Regions from separate parts of the Oryza sativa genome. Here region 1 is linked to region 2. Evidence: chromatin contacts called from public HiCAR-type data. All regions are on one chromosome and are shown on one strand. Each heading gives the region's core, a stretch centred on a gene start, on an enhancer-like site or on the middle of the called end of the contact. The rest is flanking DNA. Distances are from core to core; before and after follow the strand shown. Region 1 holds the start of LOC4350232 (anthranilate O-methyltransferase 1). Region 2 holds the start of LOC4350220.

Region 1 (6,467 bases), core at 2,652-5,151, 230 kb after region 2:
GTATATATAGTGTGCAAAATATATCTCAATCGGGCCAAAAATACGACATCTCTAACGGGCATAAATAGAAGCCTGACACCGATAAGAGTCATCGGTGATGGGCATTAAAGCCATCTCAATCGAGCCTTTTTTGGTGCCCGTCACCGATGACGCTCATCGCTGACGGGCCTAGTAGTTAGGCCCGATTGAGATATATATAGGTTTGTAATCTCAATCGGCTCTAACTGTGAGTCCGTCACTGATGAGTATCATCTATGATGGGCTATAGGTATATGCACCTCGATGATATCTGTACCAGTACATCTACAACAGTTTAATTTAGGCCCGATTGAGATGACTTCGTTCTGACGGCCTACGTTGCCCAGGCATGTGACGGGCCGTCACAGATGAGAGGATATGTACAAGTGAGCATTAGTAATTAATTATCTGTTATTATTTCTTCAATCAGAATAATTATCAATTAAGTAACAACCTAAAAAAAGTAACAATAATTAATAATTAATTGAGTCATCAGCTTCTTATCAGGCACCCAGATCGCTACGCGCGCAGCCAAGCGAACTCGCGCACGCGCGGCAGAGAGTTCACGTTGTTGACACTGATTTTTGAACATGTATATTCGTTTAAAATCAGTGTGAAAAACATATGAATTTTATTTTTTATTTGTCGTACGAATGGTTGTCGACGTCTCTACGTGCCTCGCTCCACACCTTGTCTCTAATATGTCTTTTCGTCTGCCAGTCGCACACATACATCTATCGATATACAGCACCCCAATGCAATTTGATTGACCAAACTACCAAATAACCTTAACATTAATTAGCTAGTAATTTCACTTAGCTGCAGCGTAAAAGATAGTTCATATAAAACTGCAATATGGTTACCTATAAATGTTACTGATCATATCATAGGCTTACTGTGAATTCACAGAGTATATAGCTTAGCTAGTCCATCGGATATAATTCTAAAATTTGACAGGATAATCGTATTTACGGTTAATTATTTCTTAAGTAGTGGATGATATGCCCCGTTAACATTGAGGCGTTAGTGGTAATGTTCTTATTCTCAAGATATAATGGCGCATGTAAATTTGACATTTTTATTGCTACCACAGAAAATTCAGAAAAATGATTTTTTATGACTTGCTAGAAATCAGATGGCCAAGGAGAAAGAACTCATACCTCCCGACATGCAAAACAATATAGGATAGGTTAGCGCATCATTAATTATGTTACACTTAAAATTTATTTTCAATATGGCAAGAACACTATAATAAAGATGAGTAAGCTATCCTATATGCTATTTATAATCAAGAAAAATTAAATTACTCCACGAAATGAACCGATGGTGGCAATAAAAAAAGAGCAGAAGGATGCCAATATGTCAGCTCTCGAGATGGAGGATGCTGATGGTGAGTGAGAACTGTCAGGAGGAATTACAAGAGAGTTATGAGAAAATAAATGGGATTAACCATGGTCAATTGTCTAACTGTTGGTAGTGGCATTTTCTACTAAAAAGTTGCTTTGATGGTAGAGTTTGTATTGCTAGCTGTTTCAAACATATGCATGCATGCGGTGACATATAGGACAGGAGGAATGGAACTAATGGTTGCTACTGACATTTGACATTAATCTATTGGCTGAAATAAATAAGATGATATGGTTGTCTAGAATCACAGCTTATGGGGACAACTATATATAGGAATAGTAAATTGATTTGATTAGAAAATTTGAACGGTTTGCTACCAATAAATACCATTATAAAACACCTAAAAAATAAAAGGAAAAATGACATTATGACAAGTTCCACGCTACAGCGAGATACAAAGACACGCAAGCAATCATCGTCTTTACTCATCGCTGTGGCAATACTTGGCCCACGAGAATGAGCCTCTAAAAGCAAATACTCTCAAAATAAACGACACGCGTGCGTGCCCCCGTTGCCACGATCCAATGAGCAGGTTGAGGAGCAAATTTTTGTATAGCTTCATAGAATGCCTTCAAAGAAATATTCCCAGGTAATCAGCTACTTCCTATTTCATATTATAATATTTTCTAGTATTGTATGAATGTAGTTAATACTAGAAAGTCTTATAACTTGAAACGGAGGTAGTAGCTAGCAAAGTGACACTAGTCAAAGTTCCACAAACAAGACGACTTGTCATTGCAGTAGTTTTGTTAAGTTGAAAGTCCTCAGGCTACTTTTTTTTTCTCTCTCTTATATGGGTTTAGATACAGTACAAACGTGGTTTTTACAACCGACCATAAGGAGTTATTATGCGCGGTCAGCCACCCACCTAGACACACACACTTGTGAAGATAGCGATTCTCATAGACTGGTATCATCAATTTTCATGTGTGTTATTTTTTACATAACTGTTTGCAAAAATCGAGTTTCGCAAGCCGTCTACTAAGAGGACCACATGCAAAAATCAATTTTCGCATCTAGACTATGTTAAGATGATAAACAATCCTAGTTACTTTTGGTAAAAAAATAATTTATAGAAAGCCCTGCCACTCTGTAGCAAAATTGACATCTAGATCCACGTCAAAAACAGACCTAAAACATCTAGAGATTCACCCATACCCAACGATCGCAAATTAAACAAGAGCATCAACTTTATCACAAACAATCTTATCCATATCACAGCGGAAGCAGAAAATTATCCAAATCCATGGCACCGCCGACCTTGCCGATCTCGTCCCTAATCTCCCCGCTGACAGATCCGCACCTACCGAGGTCAGCAGCAATGAATTCGCCGCCACTCTCGTCGTCACAATAGGTCACATAAGTTGATTGTGGAGAATACCACCACTCCCGTAGCCTCTAGCGGCAAATCCACCCTTCCCGAGGCTGGAAGTGGCAGATCCACCGCTCCTAAGGCCATCGACATCGTCATCGCCGCTCCCATAGCCTCTGATGGCTGATCATCCCCTCCTAAGTCCAACAATGGTGGATCCGCCGCTCCCAAGGCCTCAAACGGTGGATCCACTCCTCCTGGGCCGACGGTGATCTACCGCTCCTAGGGCAGCCGTTGCATCATCGCTGCAGCTCCGGAGGCCTTTGGCGGAAGATCCACACCTCCCAAGGTGGGTAGCACCAGATCCCTTGGTCTTGTAGCCTCTGCCGCTCCCATTTGCCACCGCCATCGCTGCTCCCCACTATTGTCGCTGAAGCTAGATTCGGACAACACACACCACTGTGCACATTGGCCGGATCCAATGAGGGGAGGGGAAGGAGGTTGTGCGCGGCAAGCTCAAGGAAGCAGTGAGGGTAGAGAGGGAGGGTGAGTAGAGAGGACAGCGCTGAGGGGAGGGCGCTTCTCCAGGCATGCCTATTTTTTCAATTGGTTCTACTATGTCTGAATGTGAAATTATAATTCTCACTGGCCTGCGAAGATAGTTTTTCTAAAGTGGTATCACTCTTTAATATGAACAGGTCAATTTACTTAATGAATATTTTATTGTTTCAAGAGAATTCACTGGTGCAGTTCGATAGAACAGTCGACAGACTCAAAGTCCAAATTGGCTGCGATGGATAGAGACCTCAATCTTATCCTTGCATATTCGTGGATCATTTATGACCGTTGAATAAAAAAAGTTGATTTTTGAAATAAAAAATTCAATACTAATCAATACTATGTTTGTTCTTTATATAGTTGGTACCCACCAATACTCAAAAACTTAACATGTAAATATATTACATCATCATCCACTAAACAAGTGTTCCAGATCGTATCTTCTTATGCAAACATAACACTTGGTCACCAAGTTATTATATTCTAGAGCTCAGAATCAGTATACAAGTATATCAAATCCTCATCCCTATATCGTTTTTATAATATTTCAAGATATGCCCATCCAAGATTTTTATAATATTTGTATTCATTTATCATACATTATGCAGCAAAACACGAGATATCACATATTTGTCAAACATGAAACCGACCCAGAGTAATCTTAATTAATAAGCCCAGTCTTCATGACTTCAAGATAAGCCAGTACACAGAAGAGATTTGTTAATATAAACTGGTACAAGTGGTGGAGAGAGCTTGTTATTGTCATGCTCCACATTGCATGGTGACAGGTATAGTGATTTAGGGTTTCTAGCAAAGCACTTGTAGAAAAATGAAGATCAAGCTTGATTTCCACATGATTAAGGGGGATGGTGACTCAAGCTACGCAAAGAACTCTAGTACCCAGGTTTGTACCAATGAATCCTTTCTCCCCGCTAAATTTAATTTTGGCATGCCTTCTATTATTTTTTACTTTTGTTGAACAACACTCATCACATGCTCTGGGTATATATATGAGCCTATATTGGGATGTTTTATGACTATCAGATACACAATGCACTGGGTGTGGCACAATAATTCTAATGTTTAATTTTCACTGTTATTTTTTGTTTATGGATAAGCTAGTACTAACAATATTTACACTTGCTCTTGATATTAAGGAGTACTAGCTTATTGAACTAACACTGTATTAATATGGTCATGCGTGCATGTATACTAGGGAAAAGCCATTCTTTCAACCAAACCAATGGTTGAGAAAGCCACGAAAGAAATATGCATGGATCTTCAACCTCGGTCAATGGTCGTAGCTGACCTAGGATGCTCCTCTGGTGCAAACACGCTCCTCTTTATCTCTGAGGTCATTGCTATCATAAGTGAAGAAACCCCTGCTAACAACAACAATAGGGAGTGCCCCATGGAGGTCCAATTCTTCCTCAATGACCTACCCAACAATGATTTGAACCACAATTTCCAGTTGCTAGAGCAATTCAAGCAGTCAATAGTGCGAGATTGTGCTCGCAGAGGGCTACAACATCCTCCATACTACGTTGCTGGCGTGCCAGGATCTTTCTACACCAGGCTCTTCCCTTGCAATAGTGTCCATATCTTCCACTCATCCTTCAGCCTCATGTGGCTCTCTCAGGTGGATGACCGTATTTATTTGTTCACTTATGGCATCTCCTGTAGTTGCGTTTGTTAGTATATTCTCATATATATACAAAATTCTGACATTTGATCTTTTTATTATCTAGACTTGACTAGCAATTTCTGTTTTTACAGGTCCCAGATCTTCTTGGTAGCAGCATGAACAAAGGGAACATTTACAGTGATTTTGCCTCCCATTATCTTTTTACAGACCACAAAATCACTTACTAAAGATTTTTGATTTAGAATAAAAAAATATTTCATGATTCTTTTATTATCTTACACAATAGGGTCGTGTGGAGAAGGAGAAGCTGGACTCTTTCAACCGACCAATGTACGGCCCTTCTGTGGATGAGCTGAAGCAGCTGGTACAAGAGAGCCAGTTGTTCGACATCATAGACATCCGGGCCTTTGATTTAACTTTTGATCCCATAGACAAATTGGAGTTGGAAGAGAGCGCCACCGCTACAACAGGGAGACCATATAGTGTTCATGAGGCTATCGATAACAACCACACCACAACTTTAAGAGCGGTGACGGAGACCCTATTGGCAAGCCATTTTGGGGAGTCTATAATGGATGATCTCTTCACGCTCTTTGCATGTAATGTCACGCGGCATCTTGAGAGCTGTGCGTGGGAGGAGAGCAGCATTATGGCCATTTCTGTGTCACTGGACACAAAAGTGCGAGGATGATAGCCAATTAGGAACATAAGAACTGGTTGAGAATTTAGATATGGTCTCGGTAGCCCAACCAGATCAGTTCAACCTGTTGTCTACATGACAGTACTGAGTCTTGATCCAGCAAGTGTCTCCTCCAAGCTTAGGGCTAGTCCGAACCAGCACTGTTCACCCTCAGAAAACATGATGGATTATTAGCACATGATTATGTATTAAATATTATAAATTATAAAAAAATAAAATTTATTTACAGTTGAGTAGTTTAGTAACTGTGCTAATATATAGAAAATGAGGAATTTGCCGTTTGGAGTTACTGAGAACAGTTGAGCCATCGTTAATTACTTTCTTAGCATTTTCCTCGAGCTATTGCGTTCGCAGAAACGGAAGTTGCAAATTATACACTACTATGTTCGTTCGGTACGTACCGTTTAGTAGTTTAGTATCCGTGCTAATAGAAATTGAGGAATTTCCCAATTGGAGTTGTTGAGAACAGTTGAGCCATCGTTACTATTGTTAGCATTTCTTCTCGAGCTATTGCGTACGCAGAAACAGAAGTAGAAAAAAAACTAACGCAAAGAAATTATAACAGCATAGCACATTAATTTGGCTAATACGTTATGTGAACTGACAAACAAAACAACGGCCGGAATTTTTATCATAGGGAATTTGCTTTATACCACTGAATTTATACTACCGATATTGTCCCTTGCTATAATATATCAGTGAATTACTGTTTTATTATAGAAATAGAGAATTGCAGTTATAATAAATCATTGATTGAATAAACTCAGCACTTAACATATAATAAAATCTCTCTTTTATTAAGGGGTGAATGAAGACAACATTATACG
Region 2 (5,707 bases), core at 2,419-4,918:
ACTTTAGTCTATGTATTTAGACACTAATTTAGAATATTAGATATAGACTACTTACAAAACTAATTATATAAATGAAAGCTAATATACGAGACAAATTTTTAAAGCCTAATTAATCCATAATTAGAGAATGTTTACTGTAGCATCACATAGGCTAATCATGATTAATTAGGTTCAATATATTCGTCTCGCAAATTAGTCCAAGATTATGGATTGGTTTTATTAATAGTCTACGTTTAATATTTATAATTAGTACCCAAACATCCAATGTGATAGGGACTTAAAAGTTTTAGTCCCATATAAACAGGGTCTTAGAGGATTTTTATGTTAACAAAATGAAACCTGAAGAACCAAAGTGAGCCTTCGGTGAAACTTGAGGGACTAAATTAGCTATTCACCCTTTTTTTTAAATTCATCCCCCGGTTTTCGGGATTTCCTTTCACCAAATCAAGCACATAGCACATTACATTTGTCTTTTTTTTTTTTTGAGAGAGAGACTGGCTCTTTGAAATGTATAAATTTTACAGGATTCTAGTTCAGTTCCTCGAAAAATCCTTTAAAATTCCACCGTTCCAAAAGAGGCCTGATAATATAGAGAACAAATTGATTCCTCCATTCGAAAGTAGGCCTAATTGTATATTCTTGAGAACAAGCAATAAAAAATGTGGTATATACTTGACAAGGGAGGGAGAACAAGTGGAAACGCCAGTAATTTCATGGGAATATCATCTTCTGCCATCATCATAGGGTTCATGAATGAAGATCAAATGCTGGTAACATGAACTGAAACAAACTGCAAGATGCAAATGAATAAGGATGAGCAACATGAGGATATCATCTTCTATTATTGCACCATCTTTCGATAAATCAGCTCTGCAACAAAGTGTGGTTCCGAACAAAATGCTCAAGGCACACAAAATACGATATGCCGCTCATATGTCATACTCATGTTAACAAAGGGCAGTAATTTGGCCAACGATCTTGGTGCCAAAATTAGTGAAAATGCTTTTTGTAAAAGCTGAAATAGTTTACGAGGAAGATTCTACTGTTTAGTTCTGAACTTCTTCTGATCTCTCTAATTCATGGAGAGGGTGGACTTGATCTGATCAACCAGATGGGGCAGGACCCTGATACTGTCATCAATAGATCTGTTTACGCATGCTTCTAGCTCCTCAGTCGCATGTGTTTTCATCTTCTGGAGCTTTGCTGCTTCAAATTTATCTTGGCACACCATCAAAGATCGATTCAGCCGCTCCTGAGGACAGGGGAAAAGATCACAACTTAGATCACATACAGATAAAGGTAATAGGGGTTAGACATGCTTTTGCATGATAAAACATACAGCTAAAGGTGAATACTGAATACTGATCACTATTTGTACAAACAGATGTTTTTATTCGAAATGCCATTGACTTTTCCTTCTGTTCTAACATAATATTTTTCGCATATGTATTCCGATAAAATAGCTCAAGCAGTTAGATATGCATATCCTTAAACAGTTACACACCAAGATCAGAGTCCTGCAAAATTTTACCATTTAAGCATTATTTAGTTTTATCAATGTTACACACTTACACTGCCAGATGGAGGGAAAAATATGTTTCCATAAGTGACACCTTGGCTACCTTATAACAAATGTCCATAGCAACTGATGCCTATACCTATCGCGTGGGAGAGATATTCCCATTTTTTGGTTAGATGATATGTCACTACTTGTTAAGTCATTCCTTCTATCATTTTCCCTAAGATCAGCACACAGCCACGCTAGTTGCTTGCTGAACAAAATACATAATCAGAAGATAAATCAGGAACATACATCATATGCAAATAGATATGCACAAATGCTTGTTTGTACTGGACAACAAAATTTTGATAATCTACTGTAACACGGTGCGCTTTGTACAGTGGTACCATTATGTACAAGTTGCTCAGTATGATATCATCAATAACAAACACACATGTGGTAGGCATAGTTCAGCATCAATGATCAGTCTAAGTTCACAAAGAAACCAAAGAGGAAAAAAATTTTGTCCACGCATATTTCTAGGTAAAACTTGCAGCAAGTGAACCATAGCTTCTTTCACATGTAGAGTGATATAGACTGTACAGCAAAAAATATATTGAAACTCTACATAAATGAACAGACACAAAGTTGGGTTCTATGTTGCTCTATGATGGCAAGTAATGGAAGGCAATAATCATAAGAAAAATGAAAAGCAATAGGTGAATGAAACTGGAAGTACCTGGAATTTAGCCATCTCAGTCTCAACAACATTGTTGGCAGTAAGGACAGGCACGCTGCAGTTCTCAACACAATTGTTGATCCCTTCTTGACTTCTTCGGCGATCAAAGCATTCATACGCACACTTGAAGTACGCTTGCTGATGATCAATAAGAAAACCAGAAACCAAAAAAAAAAATTAACATTGGCTCTCTGTGCAGATTACCCCTCTCATTTTTATGGAGATAAATTCTCCTCTTACAAAGATATGTAGCATATTTTATTACAGCATTTATTCTTTATCTGAAGATCAATAAGAAAACCAGATATAAAATAAATAATTAGCACAGGGCTCTCAATTTAGATAAATTCTTCTCTCATAATGACATACTTTATTCTTGGTCTTCCACAATGAGAGGCAGTGAAACAAATTGAACAAGCGTACAGCATATCCTTACATTTACAGACTCCAGAACAGAACACTAAAGAAATTTCATAAACAACTCCAATACTGTCTACTCATGCCTGATAACATACAAAAAGCAAATGACAGTACAGAACAGAAGATTCAAGAACTTTCATAAACAAACTCCAAGACTGTCTACCCACACCTGATAGCATACAATGGAGTGACAGGAGAATTTTTAAGATACTCCAGAAGCTAGATCCGGGCAAAAGTCACACAAAAATATATAACCAGCAGGTTTCAGTAGTTGGTAATCATTCTCCGATATTGGGCTTTCCAAACTTCCAAAATATACTAAGTTGCATCCACCTGATTGATTGATGCCCAACCGAATCACTGAAACTACATTGGAACAAATTATTTATGCAAGGCTCACCAAATCTGATATCCTTATATCAACTTGAGAGTCTACAAACATTTGGTATCAAAATAGCAGAGACTGCCCTATCCCTGAACTATCTACAAATCCCATATAAATAGCACGCACTACCGTAACACTTTGCTTCATCGTCGCCAAATCAAACATCGGAACAAGAACATCCAAGCCCTTACTTCCCAGCTCCCACGAGACTAATCCAAGAAACGCCGCACCAAGTCAGTCAAGATTTGCAACCAATCAATACCACCAAATTTCCGGATTTCCGGTCCCGTGTATCCCCAAAACACAATAAATATACTACCGCGAGGCGAAAAAAAAATGTACTAACACTAGAGAGATTCAGAGGAGCCCTGACCTGCATGGTGAAGTTGACGTGGTCCTGGACGCCGGCGAGGTGCTTCTGCGCGGCGGCGTTCACCTCCTCCAGCTTCCGCCGGATCCGCTCGGTGATGACCCGCTCCTCCATCGACCCCGCCTGGTCCATCGAGCTCTCTCGCCGGGGGTTCCTGGGTTGGGGGCAGGAGGCGGCGGAGACGGTGGCCGCCGGCGGCGAGGCGAGGCGAGGCGTGCGCCTGTTTTCTTTCTTGGTGAAGAGGGCGAGAGAGCAAGAGAGGTGGAGAAGATGGGAGAAGGGTTTAAGGGCCGTGGGAACGGGCTAGGGTTTTGGAGGCGGAATAAGTCCATTTTGCCTCCCTCATCTCTTGCCCTTGTGTGAATAACATCCCCCAACCGTAAAACCGGGTATAACGCCTCCTTCATCTCTTAAAACCAGAGCAAATGACCTCCTTGAGCGGTTTGGCAGGCGGTTTCGTCCGACGTGGCGTCATTGACCCGGTTGACGAGCTGACTCAGCATGTGGGACCCACATGTCAGTGTGTTGTATGTACGGACTAGGCCGAGCTGAGTCAGCCTGGAAGGTAAAATTATTGGCGTGCGGCTCGCATCTCTCTCTCTATCCCCATTTCCCCCCTTTGACCAAAACCCTTGACCGACAGGCGATGGCCAAGGCGACGTGAGGTGCGGCGGCGGCGGCAGCGGCTGGTGTGGAGCGCGGCGGAGCACAGCGACGGCTGGTGCGGAGCGCGGCTGGCGATAGCGAGGGCGGAGACGACTAGGGCACAATCCGTGGCGACGGCAAGGGCGCAATCCGCCGAGACGGTGAAGGTAGGAGTGGATTCGCGAATAGAGGTGGTGCGGTGATGGCTAGTTCCCAGAGCGACGGGTCATCGTCCTATTCTCAGCATTCATCGAGGAGTCCCATCCCATATAGGGTTGGTCCTTTTGATTACCAGTCGGCCGTGATGTGCGACTGTCGCGTGAAGGCTGCATGGTGGATCTCGTGGAGTCCGGACAACCCCAGCCGCCGGTACTTCAAATGTCGCAATGCCCAGGTATGTTTTGTTCTTTGGTTGGACGGTGGATTTTTTATTGGGGATTGAAATTTATTGCTAGGGATTGCAGGAAGGTGGATGTGGTTTTTATGCTTGGTATGATGGGCCGACGACCACCTTTATTAGAGAAGTGTTGAATGATTTGCGAGATGCAGTTTGGTCAGCGAGGAGGGAGAAGGAAAGACTTGTTTGGCTATCCAAGAAGAGAGGATGAAGGTTGAGGAGAAGATAATAGAGGTTGATGCTGCTCAAAGAGAGTTGGAGGCAGCAAGAAAGCTGTCATGTGACTATGCTGAAAGAATTGCTGTGCTGAAGGATAGAAATAGTAGGCTAGAGAAGGAGAGATGTTATCTGTTAGTTGTTGTTATGGGTTGTGTATTTGTCATGTTTGCACTGGTGTTGGTAAGGAGAAATGTAGGGTGAAGTATTTGCAGCAAGATGGGTGTTGTGGTGTTTTGTAATGAACTTTGTCAGGTTGAAAGAAATATCTGCAAGTTGTGGTGTGTTGTAATGCACTCTGTGTTAATGAAGGAAAAATTCCTGTTAAAATGTTTGTATGGTTGTGCTTGATACATCTGAAATTAAATGAATTAGAATTGTGTAATTTGAGCAGACAAGATAGAACCCATGAAATATAATTGGGTCATTTGAGCACTCAATTTATAACACATTATTTGTAACAGCACACACAACACATATGACCAGCACAAATGAAGATAGTTCACATGATATTGCATTCAGATAGCTCAATTTGTGACATAAGTTCAGACTGCATTAGTGTGTGGCAATATAGGCCTACACACAACAAATGGTCCATATCAGACATCACACACATTTGAAATGGTTCACAGATGGCAGCAAATGGCCAGGAATTGGTCCATTACAAAAACATCAAACATCATAGCTCTCAGACACAGGAGTCATTACAACACATTAACATAGTTCTAATATTAGTTAAATGGAGATGGCAGAACTTCAAAGCTTTGCAGACTCCCATGGTGGAAGAAGGAGTAGTGGCCCAGGTGTGGCTTTCTTTGGCTTCATCTTGACTGGTTCTTGAGCTGAAACGTTGACAACTGCTTTGCCACTATTCAACCTCACTGAAGCACTGGATGAAGCCTATGAGTATGGTACAATTGCATGCAGGTCTACAGTTGTTGTACCACCTTCATTTGTGGGAACTTATGCTGTGGCTGTCACTTTCACCATCTGTTGTGCCTCCTGCATTTGTGCCTGCATGTACAAGAAAGAGT

Evidence for each region. HiCAR-type assays count read pairs that join an accessible place to other places.
Region 1: a contact with region 2 is called in a HiCAR-type map of leaf, with 2.6 times the contacts expected there. The contact joins the promoter of LOC4350232 here to the promoter of LOC4350220 in region 2. A contact is called at or near these places in 2 of 15 Hi-C or Micro-C datasets (leaf and seedling) and 1 of 4 datasets of contacts at active chromatin or transcription factors (leaf).

What each region holds. Positions count from the first base shown.
Region 1 is chr11:9,106,523-9,112,989 of ASM3414082v1, forward strand. It overlaps LOC4350232 (anthranilate O-methyltransferase 1), which reads left to right and starts at 3,902. Exons shown (of 4, transcript XM_066305462.1): 1 at 3,902-4,199; 2 at 4,512-4,934; 3 at 5,072-5,117; 4 at 5,227-5,881. The coding sequence starts at 4,125. The coding sequence ends at 5,291.
Region 2 is chr11:8,875,741-8,881,447 of ASM3414082v1, forward strand. It overlaps LOC4350220, which reads right to left and starts at 3,669. Exons shown (of 3, transcript XM_015762156.3): 1 at 3,419-3,669; 2 at 2,241-2,378; 3 at 824-1,252. The coding sequence starts at 3,547. The coding sequence ends at 1,073. It overlaps LOC4350222, which reads right to left. Exons shown (of 5, transcript XM_015762224.3): 5 at 5,153-5,687.